2 separate regions of the Ovis canadensis genome follow, and region 2 is linked to region 1. A link is a contact called in public Hi-C data. All regions are on one chromosome and are shown on one strand. The core of a region is the stretch at or near the end of the contact, and the rest is flanking DNA. Distances in the headings are between cores, read along the strand shown.

Evidence for each region. A called contact is a pair of places that touch in the nucleus more often than the background predicts.
Region 2: a contact with region 1 is called in a Hi-C map of lung, with 4 times the contacts expected there. The contact joins the promoter of CRLF1 here to the promoter of UPF1 in region 1. A contact is called at or near these places in 2 of 2 Hi-C or Micro-C datasets (fibroblasts and lung).

The regions. Positions count from the first base shown.
Region 1 is chr5:18,964,708-18,970,224 of ARS-UI_OviCan_v2, reverse strand. It overlaps UPF1 (UPF1 RNA helicase and ATPase), which reads left to right and starts at 2,527. Exons shown (of 24, transcript XM_069590623.1): 1 at 2,527-3,042. The coding sequence starts at 2,821.
Region 2 is chr5:19,186,668-19,192,184 of ARS-UI_OviCan_v2, reverse strand. It overlaps CRLF1 (cytokine receptor like factor 1), which reads right to left and starts at 2,070. Exons shown (of 10, transcript XM_069590319.1): 1 at 1,952-2,070; 2 at 1,488-1,729. The coding sequence starts at 2,034.

The DNA.
Region 1 (5,517 bases), core at 1,278-3,777:
AAATGATAAATCTGCTCTAACATTTTCATCTTCCTGGGCTTCCCTGGTGGCTCAGAGGTTAAAGCATATGCCCGCAGTGCGGGAGACCTGGGTTCGATTCCTGGGTTAGGAAGAACCCCTGGAGAAGGAAATGGCAACCCACTCCAGTAGTCTTGCCTGGAAAATCCCATGGACAGAGGAGCCTGGTGGGCTATACTCCGCAGGGTAGCAAAGAGTCAGACACGACTGAGTGACTTCACAAGCTTTTGACTCCTTTCCTTGATAGTAAACTATAGTTACTGTTGAATTATTTCTTTCAATTTATCACATTTTTCTTAATGTATTTTTGGGTTTTGTTGTTAGGTGCTTTCATGTTTATAATTATTATTTCTTCCCGATAGATTGAAATTTTATCATTATCATTATATAATTTTTTTTTGTCTCAAGTAACAATTTTTGTCTTAACATCTGTTTTATCTGATACTAGTATAGCTAATATAGCTCTCTTTCGGTTACTATTTGCCTGGAGTATCCTTTTCCATCCAGTTACTTTTTGTTTTTGCATCTAAAGTGAGTCTTTGGGGACTTCCTTGGCAGTCCAGTGGTTAAGATTCTGCACTACCAATGCGTGAGCATGGGTTTGATCCCTGGTCAGGGAACTAAGATCCCACATGCCAAGTGGCAAAGAGAAAAAAAAAGTGATTTTTTTTTTGCGGACAGCATAGCTGAACCATGATTTAAAAAAAAAAAAAAAAAAACCCTCTGAAAACCTCTACATTTTAACTGGAGCATTTAATTCATTTACATTTAGTGTAATATTGATAAGGACGTATTTCTGCCATTTTGCTATTTGCTTTCTGTATGTCATATCTCTTTTCAGTTCTTCCATTACTAACTTCTTCTGTGTTAAATTGATATGTTTTAGAGTATCACCCACAATGTCGTTTTGCAAATGTGAGGCTATGTAGGAAAAAAGAGGAGATCCTTAGAAGTGGAATTACTAGGTCAAGGGGAGGGCAGGGCATGCACTGAAACTGCTGAGTTTTACCAGATTGATCTTAAATGATTCTACCAATTCGACTGGATACTTTCCATAGAGGGCTTTGCATTTTATTGAAAGCATCTGTTAGCTTGCTAGGATTCTCCCTTAAACTGTGTCTTCCTGTAGAGGGGAGGGGGACCTAATTATTCATTTTTTATATTCCCACGTTTTCATGCACAGGAAGCCAAAAAAGATGTGAAGAAGGAAAAAGGAATCTTTTATCATGTCATGACAGGAATACTGGAAAATGAGGACCCATTCACATCTGGAACTTTAGGAACAGCCATGCAAACCAGGGGCCCTGTGAACTGACTTCAAGTATTTAGTCCCAGAATCTTGGGAAGTGGGGGGTTCTCCAAGACACTTTACAGAAAAGGAAGCTGGGGCTAGGAGTTAGGAGATTAAGGCTCATAAACTAGTAATTAAACTTTTACTGTGCACCTTTCCTGTGTGGGCAGTTATTTTCCGCATGGAGAAGACCATGTGAGGAACAGTCAGCCCCTGTCCACATGGAACTTTTCTTTGTAAATACCTGGGAGTAAGAGTAGCTCATTTATTCCTCATTCCACCTTTTAATTTATTTTTGGCTGTGTTGGGTCTTGGATGCTCCTCACACGATTTAGCAGGGCTACTCTCTAGCTGTGGTACACGTGCTCAGTGCAGCGGCTTCTTTTGTTTCAGAGCACTGGCTGTAGGGGGTTTGGGCTTCAGTAGTTGTGGTCCAAGGGGCTTAGTTGCCCCACAGCATGTGGGCTCACCCCGGATCAGGGATCAGTGTCTGCTGTACTGGCAGGCAGATTCTTAACCACTGGACCACCAGGAAAGTTCCCCTCAACCCATCTTAATGGCTATTATTTCCTTTTCCCAGCTGAGGAAACGCTAGGCTCAGAGAGGTAAAGTCGCTTGTATAATTAAAGTCACACAGACAGTAGGTGGCCAGGTTCGGGTTTCAACCCAGAGCGATGCTCCCAATCGCTGTTATTTCATGCCTCTGGATAATACCATTGTCCAGAGCAGCAGCAACCACCTTTTCTGCGTGCTAGGCTCTGTGGTAAGGACTGTCCCCACTCACTTATTCAACCAGTGCACACTGAGCAGCTACTATGTGCCATGCGCCCTCATCTCAAAGATTTGGCGAAACTAGCCCAGGGAGTTTCTCCGAGTGAAGCGGACGCACCACACTTTCCTCGCCAAGCCTCCCCGGCTGGGTGTTCCACCTCGGTAAGGCATCCAGCTGGCGCTCAATTACCCCATGGCACTGTCGCCGCTTCTAGGGGCACAGACGACCACGGCCGCACGTCCCGCTGCCCGAGTGCCACAGGCAGCGGCAGAGGCGGACCCATGAACTCGCGTGGTCGTCCGGGCGGCGGTTGGAAGCCCCGCCCCCGCGCGTGCGCGCTGCGCGCCGCGTCTGCCCGCTCGGCTCCGGCAGTACGGGCGCGGTTGAAGGCGTCCTCGCGGAGCGCGCGCGCCTGCGCCGTCGTCGGGCTCGCGCACGCGCACCTGCGCCGGCGCCGGCCTCACGCACGCGCACGGCGGCGACGACGGCGGTGGCGGCGGTTCCTGCCGGGGGCTGCGAGGGCGGGCGGCCCCGAAGGAAGCGGCGGAGCTGAGGGGCTCAGCGGCTAGGCGCGCGTGACTCTCAACCCGGCTCGCTCCGCGGCGGGCGTTTTGAGCCGGTCCAGGGGCGCGGACGCGGCGGCGGCGGCGGCGACCCGAGGCCTGCGGCCTAGGCCTCAGCGCGGCGGCGGGCTCGAGTGCGGCGCGGAGCCGGCCTGAGGGCCCTACGCGGCGGCACAATGAGCGTGGAGGCGTACGGGCCCAGCTCGCAGACGCTCACCTTCCTGGACACCGAGGAGGCCGAGCTGCTCGGCGCCGACACCCAGGGCTCCGAGTTCGAGTTTACCGACTTCACCCTCCCCAGCCAGACGCAGACGCCCCCCGGCGGCCCCGGAGGTGGCGGCGCGGGGGCCCCGGTCGGAGCCGGCCCGGGCGCGGCGGCCGGACAGCTCGACGCGCAGGTGAGCGGCACATGGCGGCGCCGGAAGCCGGGGCCGGGCCTCGGCGGCGGGGGACCTGGTCGGGTTTCCCCTCCGGCCGCGCCGGGGCTCATCTGCTCGGCTCCTGCAGTCCCGCCTGGTCCAGAGTGACCCGGCCGGGTATCTCCCGCTCAGTACAGGTCCGGAGTAACCTGCCTCCAGTTTCTGCTCTCCAGCCCGACCCGGGTAAACCTACTTCAAGTCCTCTGGTCTCTCTCGAGTGATCTCCGATTCTAGTTCCAGACTGAGTGTTAGCTGATCGGTCCCAAGTCCCCTTCCGGGCCTGTCCGAAGTGATCGGCCCTAGGTCCGTCTCTGGCCTGGGCAGGAGTGACTTGTCCCCGAGTTCTCCTTCAGCTGGGTCAGTGCCCCGCTCAAGCCAGCTCCTGATCTGCGCCGATTTCCCGGTCAGTCCCATCCGACCGCTGCCCCACCCCCTTACCTGTGGTCGCAGTCTGGGCACCCCTGCCCTCATTCATGCCCACCGTGCAGTAGGTTTATATTTCACTGGGCCCACGGACGCTGGCGAGAGGAGGGCTGAGGCTCCTCCAGCAGAAACGGAATTTCTGCATTCAGTAGAGGACCCTAAGCTCGCAGACTTTTAAGATTGTTGAGGAGGCAGTTTGCGTTTTGTTTTTTCTTCTTGCATTGCCTGTTGCTGAAACCGACCTGTTACGTAACTCCGCAGCCCTGCCTTGGAAAAGTTGGTTTTGAGTTTGTTCCTCCAGTGGGTGAGTGGTAGTGGGTTTTATATATGTGGCTCTGCCACGTCAGGAACTTTTGTTCTTGATGATGTGAACATTCAGCAAAGGCTGCTTGGTTATTTTAAATTTGGGTTTGTGTTATGAGAGTATCCGGCATACACTTCCTGGATCTGGGTCCCTGACCCGGGATGGGAGAGGGCGCTGGCTGTGGTCTTGGGCTAGGCTCCCCAGGATTGTAGTCATCATCCTGTGGGTCTCAAATTCCATTCCTGTGCCTGGCACCTCCCTCATTTATTTTCCTGAATTCTCAGCCACAGAGGAGCTATAGGCTTCACCTTGTCGCAGGTGTCCCTTCGCATGAGGACCCACTGCCAGAGTGGGGGAGCCAATCCAGCCTCAGCCAGCGTGAGCTGAAACTGTCTCCTGGGGGCTTGGATTCTAGTTGATTGAGTCACTCCCGTGGGTAGACCACCCACTTGGACTTTCTTTTAGCCCCTAATAGAAGCAGAAAACATTTGACTCATTCTAACCCCAGATTCCTTAAAAATAGAAGCTTAATGGGTGGGGCATCAGGGAGACCAGGTGTGCACATATCTGTGTTTTTTCTGTTTTGTTGATATATCATGGGGGAAGGGAGAGTGTGCTTGGGAAATAAGTGAGCTGCTGTAAGCTCATGATAACACCTGTTATCAGAGTAGTTTCATGCTCTGTGGATGCTGTTTCCACAGCGGTAACATGGGAGCAACAGCTGTATTTTTGTTACTTTTAAACATAGCTGAAATCTGGACTCGTGTTTGAATGAATAGACCAGATAGTGCTGTCTGTAATTCGTGTCCAGTGTGTCCAGCAGACGGAGGCTAAAGATCTCTTGGCTGAGCAGTGTGCCACGATCCGTGGCAGTTCAGGGCTGTTTTGTGGAAGGTTATTGTTTTATTGCAAATCCTTTTTAAACTGTAGACTGTAAAACAGCAAACTTGGGTCAGCTCTGAGTTCTAGTTTTGTCCCTTGGGTTCTGTTTTTGATTAATTGTGGGGCGTGTCTTTCTCTTTCTGTGGAAGTAATTGATTTCTTTTCTTTTTTTAAATAAATTTACTTGTTTTTTAATTGAAGGATAATTGCTTTACAGCAATTGGCTTCTTTTACTGCACCTGAACACTGAACTATACTGAGTAAGAGCATTGAAACACTCCGCCAGAGGGAAACATGACAGCTGAGCTCACTTGTTATGACACCAAAGGGGTTTGTCCTTTTCCACTTTTAAGTAACTCTGGTGACCCACCCACCTGTAGCCTAACTTTGGATTTGTGTTTGGGGAAGGGGAGTGAAAAGTTGATTATCTCCTGTGTTGGTGGCATTGGCTGCCTACGACATTTGGGAGGTTTCCCCTTATTTGTCCTCAAGACTTGCTGTATAACCGAATGTACGGTGGGGCTTCTATTCTGGGTGCCTTTTGATTTTATCTTTTTGGATGAGTGGCTGTGAATTGTCAAGTGCCGGGCAACTACTTTTGTTCCATAGCTTAATTGGGATAGAATTCATATACCATACACCCAGCCATTCCGAGTGTGCTCCTCAGTGGCTTTGGTATAGGGTTGTGCAGCCTTGCCCACAGTCGATTTTAGGACATTTTCATCACCGTGGAGAGAAACCCAGTGCCCCTCAGTCGACCAGTCCTCCCTTCTCTAACCCCAGGCAGCCACTGATCTCTGTGTACCTACTTTGGACCTTTCATGTACATGGACTGTATGTGGTCA
Region 2 (5,517 bases), core at 821-3,320, 220 kb before region 1:
GACACACCGTAAGTAGAAACATATTGCCGAGGTGTGAAAATCTTTTATTTAATTTCTTCCCCCTTAAAGGAAAAGACACACGCACAACAATCCCACCACCACCTTCGCTTGTTGCTCTGCTGGCTGGAAAACAAAGCCTGCCATTAAAGGTGGCATTCACGAGTGCTGCCCACGGCCTGGCAGAGCTGTCACGAATCCGAGAAGGGCCTTGGGGCCGCCCCTCACCTGTCCAGGAGCCTTGGGCATGCTAGGCTTTTGGCAAGTGCCCTAAGGGCACGGGACCCTGAGCCTTCTGGAGGAGCACCTCAGGGAGCCTGCAAACAGCTCTGTGCAGTGTAGGTCCACCAGGGGAGCGGCACGTCTCTCCTGGTCGACTTGTGAGCCTGGATGGGCCCTTGGGGTGACTGTGAACATCCAGGGCAGGCTGTGCCTGTGTGTGTGCCCCGTGTCGCCTCCCCCTTGGAAAGAGTGTGTGACCATGAATGTGTGTGTGTCAGGGATGGAATGTGTGTGTGCGCGCCCCGATGGTGTGAGAATGTGCATCTGGGATGCAGTGTGCACGCATCCGAGGGCGAGGGTGACGGGCCACAAGCCAGTGAGTCTTTGTGTGTCTCTGGGTGTGTCCCAGAGCGGGTCGGGATGTGGAGACGGTGTCCTGGCGAGGGTGTGCATCGGGTGGGGGACCGGATTGTGCCGGAGGCCAGGAGCTCCCAACAGGGTGGGGGGCTGTCGGCCTGCGGGGCTTGGGGGCTCCCGGTGACTGCCCCCCACACACACCCAGGCTGGGCCCACGGTGCCCCGACTCGCTGGCTCCCGCTCCCTCTCACTCACTCTCTCACAAAGATTTCTCTCGCTGGAGTCTCCTAGCCCGGCGCAGCGTGGCCGGGAACTGTTCTAAACGCTGCCGGTGGCGGGGACTCCGTAGAACCCCGCGCGCGGGGTCCCGCCAGGGGAGGGCGGCGGCGCCGGCCCGCGGAGAGGCGCGTCCCCGGGGACCCCGGGCCGCGCGCCAGGCGGCCAGAGCGGCCCCCTCCCGCCCCGCCTTCCTCACGGGGCTCATCCCTCCACCCGGGGGGGCCCTGCTCAGGGCCGGCACCCAGCGCGCCTACTGCGTGCGCCCCCGCCCGGGTGCGGTGACCCGCAGTCTCTGCGACTCCAAGTCAGCAGACCCTGTCGCGTGCGCCCCCCGCTCCCGCCGTGCAAAGGTCCCAGGCCGCGGCCCCCTGACCCCCTGGGGCCGAGTCGGGCGTCCTCCACAGGGCAGCCCAGGTAAGAAGGCCTCGGTAGCGGAAGCCGGACCCTCGGGCCAGGGACCTTCGGCGCCGTGCGCCCCACAGGTGAGGGCGCCCCGAGGGCCGCTCCGGGGGCGCCTTCCTTTGTTCCCGGGCCGTCCAGGTGGCGCCCGCGCCCCCTCCCCCCGCGGTTGCCCCCGGGGCGCACGCTTTCGGCCCGGGCGGGAAGGAGGGAGCACGGCGCCGTGTACTCACCGGCTCCTGATCCCGCTCGCGGCGCCCCGAGGACGCAGAGCAGCAGTAGGGGCAGCGGCGGCTGCGGCGGCCGCCGCGCGGATTGGGCGGCGGGGCCCGGGCGGCCGGCGGGCATGGGGCCGGCGCTGCCGGGGGCGCGCGGCGGGCGGCGGCGAGGGGCGCGGGGCGCAGGCCGGGCGCAGGAGGGCGCGGGCCAAGCAGCCCGCACGTCGCTGGGCGCGGGCGCGGAGGCCAGAGCAAGTCTGAGCAGCCGAATTGACAAGGCGCTAATGCGCCGCTGGCCCCGCCCGGCCCCGCCCCCGGCCCGGCCCCGGGGGGGCGGCGGGCCCCGCACCGGCCTCCCCGCCGCCCGCCCGCCCGCCGGAGGGCACCGCGAGCCCCACCCGTCCGGCCTCCGCCCCGCCGCGCACCGCACGCGCCGTTTTTCCCGCGGCCCCAAACCCCCCAACTCTACCCTTACAGACCTGGGACCTCCCTTTCCAACCCTGCCAGCTCCAGGCTCCCTACCCCCAGTCTGGGACCTGGCGGCCCCCAATCGTGTTTCCATACCCCCGCCCACTTCCTCGCACCCAGCCCTCAGCCGTGTGCCCTTTCAGCGTCGCCTGCAGCCCCTAGCTCTGGTCCGCTCCTCCCCCCCATCCTCGTCTCGGCCCCCACCCCAGCTCTGGCCCCGCCCCCCCACTGAGCGGTCCCTGAGCCCCGCCTGCTCGCATCTCCAGCCCCTTTCCTCCCCGGGGGCCTAAGAGTCGCCCTCCGTCCCGCCCCACGCCCTCGGCGCGCGGATCCCACAGGTTTTGGCCCAGCGCTCCCCCTCCCATTTCATCCCGCCTCTTCTGGTGCTCCGCGCGCGCAGCCTCGGCCCCAGGCTTTGCTGGAGGGAAGACGGAGCAAAAGCTGCAAGGCTTGGAGTCCCCGGACCTCGCCCAGGCTCAGCTGTCCCCCTCGGGCGGGTCCGAGCCGGGATTCTGTGGGGGCGCCCGGGGGCCTCAGGAGGGAGTTCTCGCGTGGGCAAGAGGGGAGAAATGGGCCCCGTGGGAAAGGAGACAGGGGCCTGCGCCGGTTCCGTGTGCGGGCAGGAGGGATCCCCCAGGAGGAGAGCGGTAAGCAGGCCCTCCTCCGACTCGCTAACACCCCCCCCACGGAAAAATCCGCTCAGCGGCCCGCGGGTGGGGTGCGCCACGCAGTGAGTAATCGCTGGGGCGGCCGCCGCCCGCCGACTCCAGGTAACGCCGGCTGCCCCGAGCGACGCATAGTTTGTCTTCCTTTTTTTTTTGCGCAGGGATCCTTCTCCGTGTTATTATTTTTGGCCACTGCTTGGTTTCGGGACCCCTCCCGGCCCCGCTGCCTCACCCTCCTTCTCTCGGTCCTCACCCGATTCGGGCGCCCACGATAAAAGGGCTCCTGGACTCCAAGGCCCCAGTGGAGGGGGGAGCTTGAAATGAGAGTTCCGGGGCTGCCTCCAGCCCAGTTGTTGGAGTCGCAGCCCCGCCCACAGCCATGTGCCCTCAGAGAAGAAGGGCTCTATCTTCCCCTTCAGGGGCTCCCTTAGAGACCTGGACCCTCCCTCCAGGTCCCTAACTAGCCAAGGGGGTAAAAGTGTCTGAGGAGGGCTCAGGAGTTCCCGCCTCCTTTGCCTAAGGCGGCCCTCCACCACCCCTGCTAAGTAAGTAGTCTGAGGTCCCCAACTCAGACCTCAGACTATCAAAAAAGAGGATTGAAGGCCGGAGTTCCGGGTGTGCCCCCACCCCTCCAAGCCCAATCTGGACTCTGGATGAGTTTGTGAAGGAGAGAGTTGAGCCCTGGCATGGGGAAAATCAGGCTCCTCTGCCTCAGTTTCCTCCTCAGCACCATGGGGGACTCCTAGCCAGCCTACGCCTTTCTGTGGGAAGCTGCATTGTAGCAGAAGGCTCCACGGTCTAAACACTTACGATAGTGCCTAGCACTGGGGCACATTCTTTCGGAGTCTCAGTGTGTCACCTCTGAAAAATGGGGCCACCGTCCCACCTGCCAGAGAATTAAGCGAAGGTGGCCGTTCTTGGCTGGAATTGTGTTTTCAGGATATATCCCAAGCCTCCCCCACAACCTCGGTTCAGCAACGTTTGACTTCCACCTGGAGGACTTCAGGCTTCTGGAGAAAAAAATCTTAATATCCCCCCACCCCATCTCTGCTCCTCCCCACCCCCACTGCAGTCATCCCAGTCTCGGGGAAAAGGCTCCCCCATCCACCCAGGTGCTCAGGCCAGAGACCTGGAGGTGCGCGTGACAACTCTCTCCTTTGCTCATCTCCCACGTCCAATCCATCAGCAAATCCTGTTGGCTCTGATTCCAAAACGCATCCCCATTCTGAGATTCGGACCTCTTTTCTCCACCCCATCCGGGTCCAGGCCCCACCATCTCCATCTGGGATGCTGCCCAGCCTCCTAGGATTCCCGGGTAAACTCTCCTGCCCTTGTCTGTACATTAGGAAGAAGGGGCTTTTAAAAGAAGCAAAGCAGGTCTTCTCTGTCCTGTTACCCTCTCCCCATTCCTTCTCTCCTCTCTCCTCATCCTCTTCCTTCCTCTCCCTCACATTGCTCCAGCCCCAAGACTTGTACATTTGCTGTTCCCCTCTGTGGGGATGCAGTTCCCCCAAATTCTTCCCCCAGTTAGCACCTTCTTTTCCCATCAGGTCACAGGTCAAGTTTTCTCAGAGGGGGCCCCCCAACCTTTCCAGGCACTCTGTGTCCACTTCCTCTTTAAAAATTATCTTTGTAACACAGTTCTTCAAACATCGTCTTATTTTGAGGCATTTTCTTTACACTGTGGGCATCTGGAGAGCCTGCACCCAGGGAGGTCCACGGGAGAAGAGCTCAGTGAACATTTGCAGAAATGAAAGGATGGAGGTGGAGGTGAGAGGATATTACAAAAAAAAAAAAAAGAAGAAGAAGAAAGAAAAAGAAAGGATGGAGAATTCTCAGTCCCTTGGAGTAGCAAGAAAGCTCAGTCCCAGTGAATCATGCTGTCTTGGGTCCCAGCCAGGCCCTGGATTTGCTCTGTGACCCAACCTGGTAGCCGCCCCTCTCTGGTCCTTAACTTGTAGAAGGGTATCCACTATTGGCTCAGTTCCTCCCTGGAGCATGCCCTCTGCCCTCAGGGTGGCCTTAACCTCATACCTTTGACTTTCTAAGGAAAGTGATTTGACCTCTAGGTGCATCCTTCCCAGCCCTTGGTTCTCCAGGCGGCTTAACCCCTTCCTCATCAGTCCTGCCGCCTCTTTGTGCAGGAAGGGGAACCAGCTCTGGTGGAACTTCTGGCAAATATTGACCCAAGTCCTTGAAGGTGGCTGGGAATGTACTGAGGTGGCAGATGGAGGGAGGGGCCCCCGGGGGGAAGGGCTCCTCCTTAGTCTTTGCACTTAAGAATTACCCTGGGGGAGACCCTCCAGCCCAGCTCCCTGCCGAATTCCAGGGCACTGAGGGTCCCCTGGAGATGGGCAGTGGTAACAGCACCTTCAAAGTCCCGTAGGGAGTGAGGAGGGCATAGAGCTGCCTTTCCCATGCTGAGACCCACATGGTCAGGGCCCCTCAGTATGGGATTAGCTGCCTTGTGTTCCAGGCCAGTGTTCCCAGGGAGCAGGGACAGTGAGGGTCTAGCCTGGATGTGTGCTTAGTACAGCAGAACCCAAGTTCCAGACCTGTATGCAGGAGAAGGTGGGGCTTTATCATTTCCACCCTGGAGGTTCAGCTGGAGGAGCTTGGATTCTGGGGTCCCAAGCTTTGTGCAGTATGTAATTTATCAACCGAGACCCCATGGGCATTGGAAGTGAGATCTCAGGAGTGCAGAGCTGCCTGTGTGCAAATCAGGACCAGTGTTCACCCCGCCTGGGAGGTCTGGCTTCCCTGCCCTCTACACCCTGGAGAACCTCCGATGTCTCGGGTCCAGGAGGCGCCAGCTATGTTAGGGGGTGACAGCTGTGCTCCTTCCCCTCCCCCCACCCACTGTCAGCAAGTTGCCGGCGCCACGGTGCCCTGCTAGCTCCCCAGGCTGTACC